Linked DNA regions of Anser cygnoides: region 1 is linked to region 2. A link is a contact called in public Hi-C data. All regions are on one chromosome and are shown on one strand. Each heading gives the region's core, a stretch centred on a gene start, on an enhancer-like site or on the middle of the called end of the contact. The rest is flanking DNA. Distances are from core to core; before and after follow the strand shown.

What was found. Hi-C and Micro-C count contacts between places; a contact is called where the count stands out from the background.
Region 1: a contact with region 2 is called in a Hi-C map of liver, with 4 times the contacts expected there. The contact joins two enhancer-like sites. A contact is called at or near these places in 2 of 7 Hi-C or Micro-C datasets (both in liver).

The regions. Positions count from the first base shown.
Region 1 is chr3:121,427,072-121,430,238 of Taihu_goose_T2T_genome, reverse strand. All of the region lies in intron 2 of NCOA1 (nuclear receptor coactivator 1), which reads right to left. Among named protein-coding and RNA genes, the nearest start is that of NCOA1, 81 kb to the right of the region's middle. Within about 2 kb of position 1,683, at least 2 of the 3 cell types and tissues checked have open chromatin away from gene starts, as enhancers often do. A contact at or near this core is called in liver, where this site is marked.
Region 2 is chr3:121,267,834-121,271,025 of Taihu_goose_T2T_genome, reverse strand. It overlaps LOC106038164 (serine/threonine-protein kinase PDIK1L-like), which reads left to right. Exons shown (of 5, transcript XM_066995135.1): 3 at 250-466; 4 at 2,100-2,350. The coding sequence ends at 2,335. Among named protein-coding and RNA genes, the nearest start is that of PNOC, 11 kb to the left of the region's middle. Within about 2 kb of position 1,320, at least 2 of the 3 cell types and tissues checked have open chromatin away from gene starts, as enhancers often do. A contact at or near this core is called in liver, where this site is marked.

The DNA of each region.
Region 1 (3,167 bases), core at 434-2,933, 160 kb before region 2:
CCTGAGCCCACACCGTGGGCGCCCTCCGTGTGCCAGGAGCTACCGCTGCCCGATTACTGACCCTCCCCGCACAAAGGCTGCCCTACAATGTCCCGTCACCACCAGAAAACCCAAAGCACGGGGATCTGGCACGTTTTAAAGCCCCGTATTTCTGTCGGGGCCACCGGAGCTGCCGCGCTCGGCGCCGGCGTGGTTGGCAACCTCACTGCGAGCACGGGTCCGACCACGACGAACGTTCCTGGCTCTTCCCGTAGGTACCCAGCCGGCACCAGTGCGAATCCCTCGTCCTCTCTAACCCCATGCAGAGCCTGTAACGACGCCACGGCCCCTGCCCGCCTCCCAGGCGGGACCACCCGAGGCCGGGGGGCCCACCCCGAGCAGCAGAGCTGAAGGTCACACGCTCGGGGACACAAAACCACGTCGCCAGTTCCACATCCAGGGCCGGGGAACTCTCCGAATTGCGGAGAACCACTAACGTTTGGGCTGGTCTGACTGCGGGAGAGGGAACGCTGCGTGTGGAAGGGCCAGGAGGAAGAGGCAGCAGAGGCAGGGCTGGAAATAGGGCAGAGGCTGATGGCACCCGGGTTATCGGGTCACTGAGGCACCAGCACAGACCCCCCTGCGGCGTGCCGGGGTGCCCGGGCTGGGAGACACAAAGCAGAGGGTAAACCCTGGTGAGCCCCAGGATGGGACTGGGTGGATCCTAAGTTTTTCATGAAAAAGAGGTTCTTTTAGTGCAAGGGTACCCTATGTAAGACCTATACAGATAACACGGGGAAGAAGACGGGCAAACAAAAGCGCTCTGAAAGCCCAGGGGTGATGCGAGGCTGAGGAGCAGCATCACGCTGCCAGCGCCTGGGCGTTATTCTCGTGCTGCTTAGCGGGGCACCGACGGCAAAAGAGACAAAACAACTGGGGAAAAAAAAAGACAGAGCCAGGTCTGGAAACGGTAAATTTGCCGCTGCCACGCAGGAGGGGTGCAGCAGTGCATCCGGCGACAATTTAGCCTTCGGCACCGCCACAGCCACTTGTTTCGGCAGGGGATGGGGACCCCAGGTTCGTCCCCTGCTCTTTTTGCGCAGCCCCCGTGGCACCGGCAGGGCTCGGAGCCGCGGCACGGCACCGACGCGAGGCGAGGAGCCGCCGAGCGCAGCGCGTGAGCTCCCGACCCAGCCCCGAGTTCAGGTTGCCCAACCTCGCCGTGCACACACGCGGTGAAAATCGGAGCGCTCCAGCAAAGCAGGTGTGCATCTCTGCCATGAAATGCCTCCTCAGATCTGCCTCCACAGGGCTGTTTGTTTAAGAAAAAAATTAAAATATTTCAAAGCCTTTAAGGCCAGGAGAAATTCAAGCACAGAATCATGTTGTGAGCCCCCACGCAGCCCCCAGGAACTTCCAGCAAGGGGAAGAGCTCCTGCAAATTGTGCAACGCTTTGCTCAGGAGAACCCAAACCTCCCCCCGTACACATGTGAAATCATTAACTTCATCTGCTGCTTTTACTTCTCCCATCAATGATTAACAAATGTTAAGCAATCAGCATTTTTCCTTTTAACGAGGAACGCTCTCTTTTTTTTTTAAAAAAAAAAGAAAAAAACAACAAGTAATGTCCTTACTTCTGCAAGTCGCTGCGAGGATTCTTGCCAGATCCCTCCAGCTTAAACATTTGCACGCTGCTTTTCAAGGTCACCGCTGAACCACGTAATTCTCTCCTTCGCGCATTATCCTCAAGGTGCGCGGCTTTATTCAGCGCCGCGAACGGCGTGCGCCGGCGGGGAGCCGCGCCACCCGAAACGGCCTCGGCGAAGTTCGATCGGTAAAAAGAAAATGCCCGGGGGAAGGCAGCTTCGGAAAATGCAAATATCACCAGGCAGCAGCCGGACCCCGTCCTTTCTTCGCGCGCCGTTACGTAAAAGCCCTGAAAGAAGCGAGGTGGCGGGGAGCTCGCGCGGCGGGGAGCGCGCTGCAGCCGCCCCTACGCAGCCGCCGCCCCCGCTCACGGCCCCCCAAAAATTTTGGGTGGTGGCGATGCCGGGTGGCGATAACCCCCTGCCCCTTACCTGCCTGCTCCGGGCGTGCAAGGCTGCGCGGTGCCCGGCTCGTGCCCGCGCTCGCCCCATGCGGTGCCGCTCGCCCGCGCGCGGGGCTGCCGGGGCCGGGTGGGGGGCTCCTCTGCGCCACCCCCGGGGGGGGGGGGGGCACCGGGGGCACCCGGTGGGTGGCTGTGACCGCACGGATGGCTCCCGGGGGGGGATGAGGAGGAGGGAGGGGAAGGAAGCAGCGATGATGCTCATGGTTTGGATGAAAAGCGGAGCTGGTGCGGTCCTACGGGCTCCCGTTTGAAAAAAATAAAATGCCTGATTTCTGTTTGATTTTCAAAAATAAAAATCAAAAGCAATACGCTCACTGCCTGCAATTTTATTATTTTTTCTTTACTTTTTTTTTTGAAATTACTTTTTTATTTTTAATTTTTAATTCAGACAGGTTTTTAACGTGCATCCCTGTAACTCACGGCTGCGTGTGCCCTGCCGAGCTCGGCTTCCCGCGGCACACAGAATTACCGTTCCACGGGAGGAAAAGCTACGATGCGACCAAAACGACCAAAAACCCTCAGCAGACCCACATTTTGCTCCTCTACACCACGGGGCATTTTTGCTCTGAGCACAAGCAGCTTTTTTATTCCACTGCTGGGGGCTCTGCTCCGGTGGGAGGCGTCCCCTGCCCAGGGCAGGGGCTTGGACGAAAATGATCTTTAAGGTCCCTACGAGCCCAAACCACCCTATGATTGATTCTGTGGTTCTCTGATTCTATAAAAAGGGCTCCCCAGACGTCACCTTGGGCTTGCAAGCAGGTGACCGTGGGACGAGACCAGGGTGACAAGTACCAGTTTGGCTAAAATTTGGGATGCGCGCAGGCTGGCCCGCTAAGGAGCCGCACGCGTGGACAGAAGCGGTCCTCATCGCACCCTCCTCGCAATCGGGGCAGCACGAGGACGAAAACCAAGCCTTTCGTTTCCTGATTACCCACCCTGGGAAACAGCAGACTCCTGTCACCCCGCTGCCTTCCCCCAAAGGGACACGTGCCCCGGTGGTCCGCGGCGCGGGAGGGACAGGGTCTCGCCGCGTCCGCGCACCGCAAGTCACGTCGCCCACGCGGCCGGGGTCTGGAA
Region 2 (3,192 bases), core at 71-2,570:
CGAACTTCGCACGCAGAGCAATCGGATATTTGGTTCCCTCTCCCTAGGGAGGGGAGCAAACATCAGGCAAGGGGCGAGGGACGGGCATCTAAAGGACAGGACGCGGTAGCTCTTCTCCACGAGGGGTGCCACCCGACAGCTCTTGGTTCTGTGGGGGATTTCTGACTGGAATTTGTCGGGCCGCTGCTTGTAAACGTCCCTGGGAGTTTGGTGTCTGCGAAGAGCTCATTTTCCTTCTCCTCTTCGCAGGTGGCAGATTTTGGCCTCAGCAAGGTGTGTCAGGGGAAGGGGAACGTGAACCAGCACCGCTTCTCCTCCGCCTGCGGGTCCAACTTCTACATGGCTCCCGAAGTGTGGGAAGGGCACTACACGGCCAAGGCTGACATCTTTGCCCTCGGCATCATTTTCTGGGCTATGGTCGAGCGGATCACCTTCCGGGACGGGGACACCGAGAAGGAGCTGCTCGGTGAGGACTGGTGCTTTTTGCCCCAAAAGCGCAGGGCAAAATCCCTTCTCTCCAGCGCAAATTTCTCCTGAAGTGGCTGCTGTTCGCGTAGGGTTTCCAGGGCCTGAAAACGTATCAGTAAGGCAGAAGGAACACTTCTTATGTCTGCAAATTATTATGTTCAGAAGGTCGTTCTTCTGCCAGTGAATGTGTGTGGCTGTTGTTTTTTTTTTTAATCCCAAAAACACTTTGTGGGGTTTAAAGGTCATGGGAAAGATTGCTTTTGTCTTCTTTGCTGCCGGGCTTTCCTTACCCCAAGGAGCTCTGCTCAGAGTGGGGTTGGCCCCGGTGGACACCAAGGAGTTTTAAGACAGAAAGCGCTTGGTGACGCTTGGTCTTCGCGGAGCATTCCGTGTCTGTAGGCTGCCGTTCGCTCAGGAGCGCTCCTAATGCTCCCAAAACCCAAACCTGCCCTGCCCGGAACTGGTTTTAGGAATTTGCTTCTACCCTTGACTTGGCACGTCCAGGGGACGGCAGCGCTGGAAGGATGCTCTAAGGAGCCAAGCTATAAACTTGGCAGGGACGTTTAGATCAGCCTCGCTGCGCCCTGGCTGAGTTTCCTCGTTTCGAGGTGCAAACTCTCCCAGGGATGACTCGCCCGATGGCCTGCTCTGTCCCAAACCCCCAAACCCACCCCCCACACACGCGCGCTTGGAATACGTGGTGCTAAACGATTTCAGAAAAGTATATTGCGGTGGGAAAATCCATCTCGAGAGCAGAGAATGCCGGTCATGCAGATTAGCATAACAATTGCAGGCATCTACCCTGGCTCTGAGATCGTAGAGCACCTGTCCGTCTCCTAAACGTTTAAATTTTAAACTTAAAAGGGATTTCTACACAGGGACTTGGATAAGCTTTTGCGCTACCCCTTTAATTATTTTTTTTTTGAGTAGGCTCGGTTCTAATTGTATTATTTATTTCTCTTTAAAACGCCAAATGTTGATAAACGTTTTAGTTCCTGCCTACAACAGCAAGCAAGCGGTTGCAGCTGAGACCAAAGCATGAACAGATCTCATTAAAATAGCCGCCCGCCAACTCGAGATAAGGAGTTTGCGTGGCCAACCTTTTCCCCACGCAGGCAGGTCGCTGCCTTTGAAACGTTTATTCTTCGCCTGGTGCAGGGGCAGAGCAGCCCGAGCGAGCAGAGCTGTTTTCACTGTCTGTTTGGGAAGCCGGTTAATCATTTTTCAACAAGCGGTGAAATTATTTAGATGGCCGGGAGTAAATTTACATTTCCCTTCCTTAATCTCGCCGAGGAGAAGTTGGCGAACGGCAAATGGCGTGCGCTGTCATTTTAATTGAAAATTGTTTGACTTGCTGAGCAAATAGGGTTTGTCTTTAACTCTTTCGAGTCACCCGAGCCAAGCTCAGTCCCTTCCTTCCCCCTTCGAGCGCTTCCAGGCCTGCTGTCGGGGTGAACCAGGACCAGATGGAGGAGGTTCCTTTCAGTATTTGACCTGGCCTCCCGAGCAGTGATCTTCCCGGTGATCTTTCAGATGTTTTGTCCTCCAGATTGCCTCTCCCTGCTTCGCGTGGCAGCCTTTTGCGTAGATTTTCCCCTCGTTTAAGCCGACTCCTTCTACCCTGTGTTCAGGAACTTACATCTGCCAAGGCAAGGAGCTCATTCCTCTGGGCGAGGCGCTGCTGGAGAACCCCAACATGAAGCTGCAAATCCCTCTGAAGAACAAGAAGTCCATGCCGGCCGATCTCTGCGAGCTCCTGCACGACATGCTGGCTTTCAACCCCAAGGAAAGGCTGGACGCCTTCCAGCTGGAAGCCCGCATCAGGCAAATCTCCTACGGCAAGAAGCGCCAGCGCTCGCTCTCATAGACCAAGGGCGCTCAGGTCAGTGTCTGTGCCAGGCCCCTCTGGGTCCCCGTGTGGGTTCACGGGGTTTTTAGCTGCTGACCTGCTGGCCAAAGCCCTCTAAAATCGAACGTGACCCGGGGCAGTTCTGAACGCTTAGCGCCAGAAGGGTGCAGTCAGATGGGAAGGAACCACCTCGTTAAGTTAAACGTGTGGGAAATCTGGGTGAATTACCTCTGACAAAGAAACCTCTGTCTCTTTAATGGTGTGCGATCAGGGAATTGGCCGTGTTGCTCCTCGGTCTGCCTGTCCTTCATCCGAAATCTCAACTGCTTCCATAAATGGGGGCAGACTTCTGGCATCCCTCCAGCGCTTCCCTGTGCTGTGTTTGTCCCTTTTGTGATGTATTTGCTAACGAAATAGAACCCAAGGTGGGTGAAGTTGCTGTGTGTCTGTAGGCGTGCACCCTGGGTATGTTTAGGTGTTTTTTATGTTCTCCTTCCCTGGGCTCGTTAACACAAAGGCCTCGATCCAGCCTTGCAACAACACTGACTCACTTTCGTGCCCACTTTTCTTAAAAACAAACAAAATTCCCAATCCTTCTGAGTTTTTGGTGACCTCCAGTCCCTACACGGATGGAGGTTTGAACGCCCAGTATAAAATCCAAGACGTTCTGTTGGATTTCATGTCTTTGAGCAGTTAACGGCAAAGACATGGACTCGCAGAAGGGAGTTTCCAGGATTTTCAGCTCCTGTTTTCTGCCGTCATGGGCATCGTGGGGTTGAATTTGTTGCATGCATCGTAGCAATGAAGTCTCTTAGGTCCTTGTAAAGCACTAATATTTATGAACTAGCCTGGAAGTCTTCCTCCCGATGTATTCC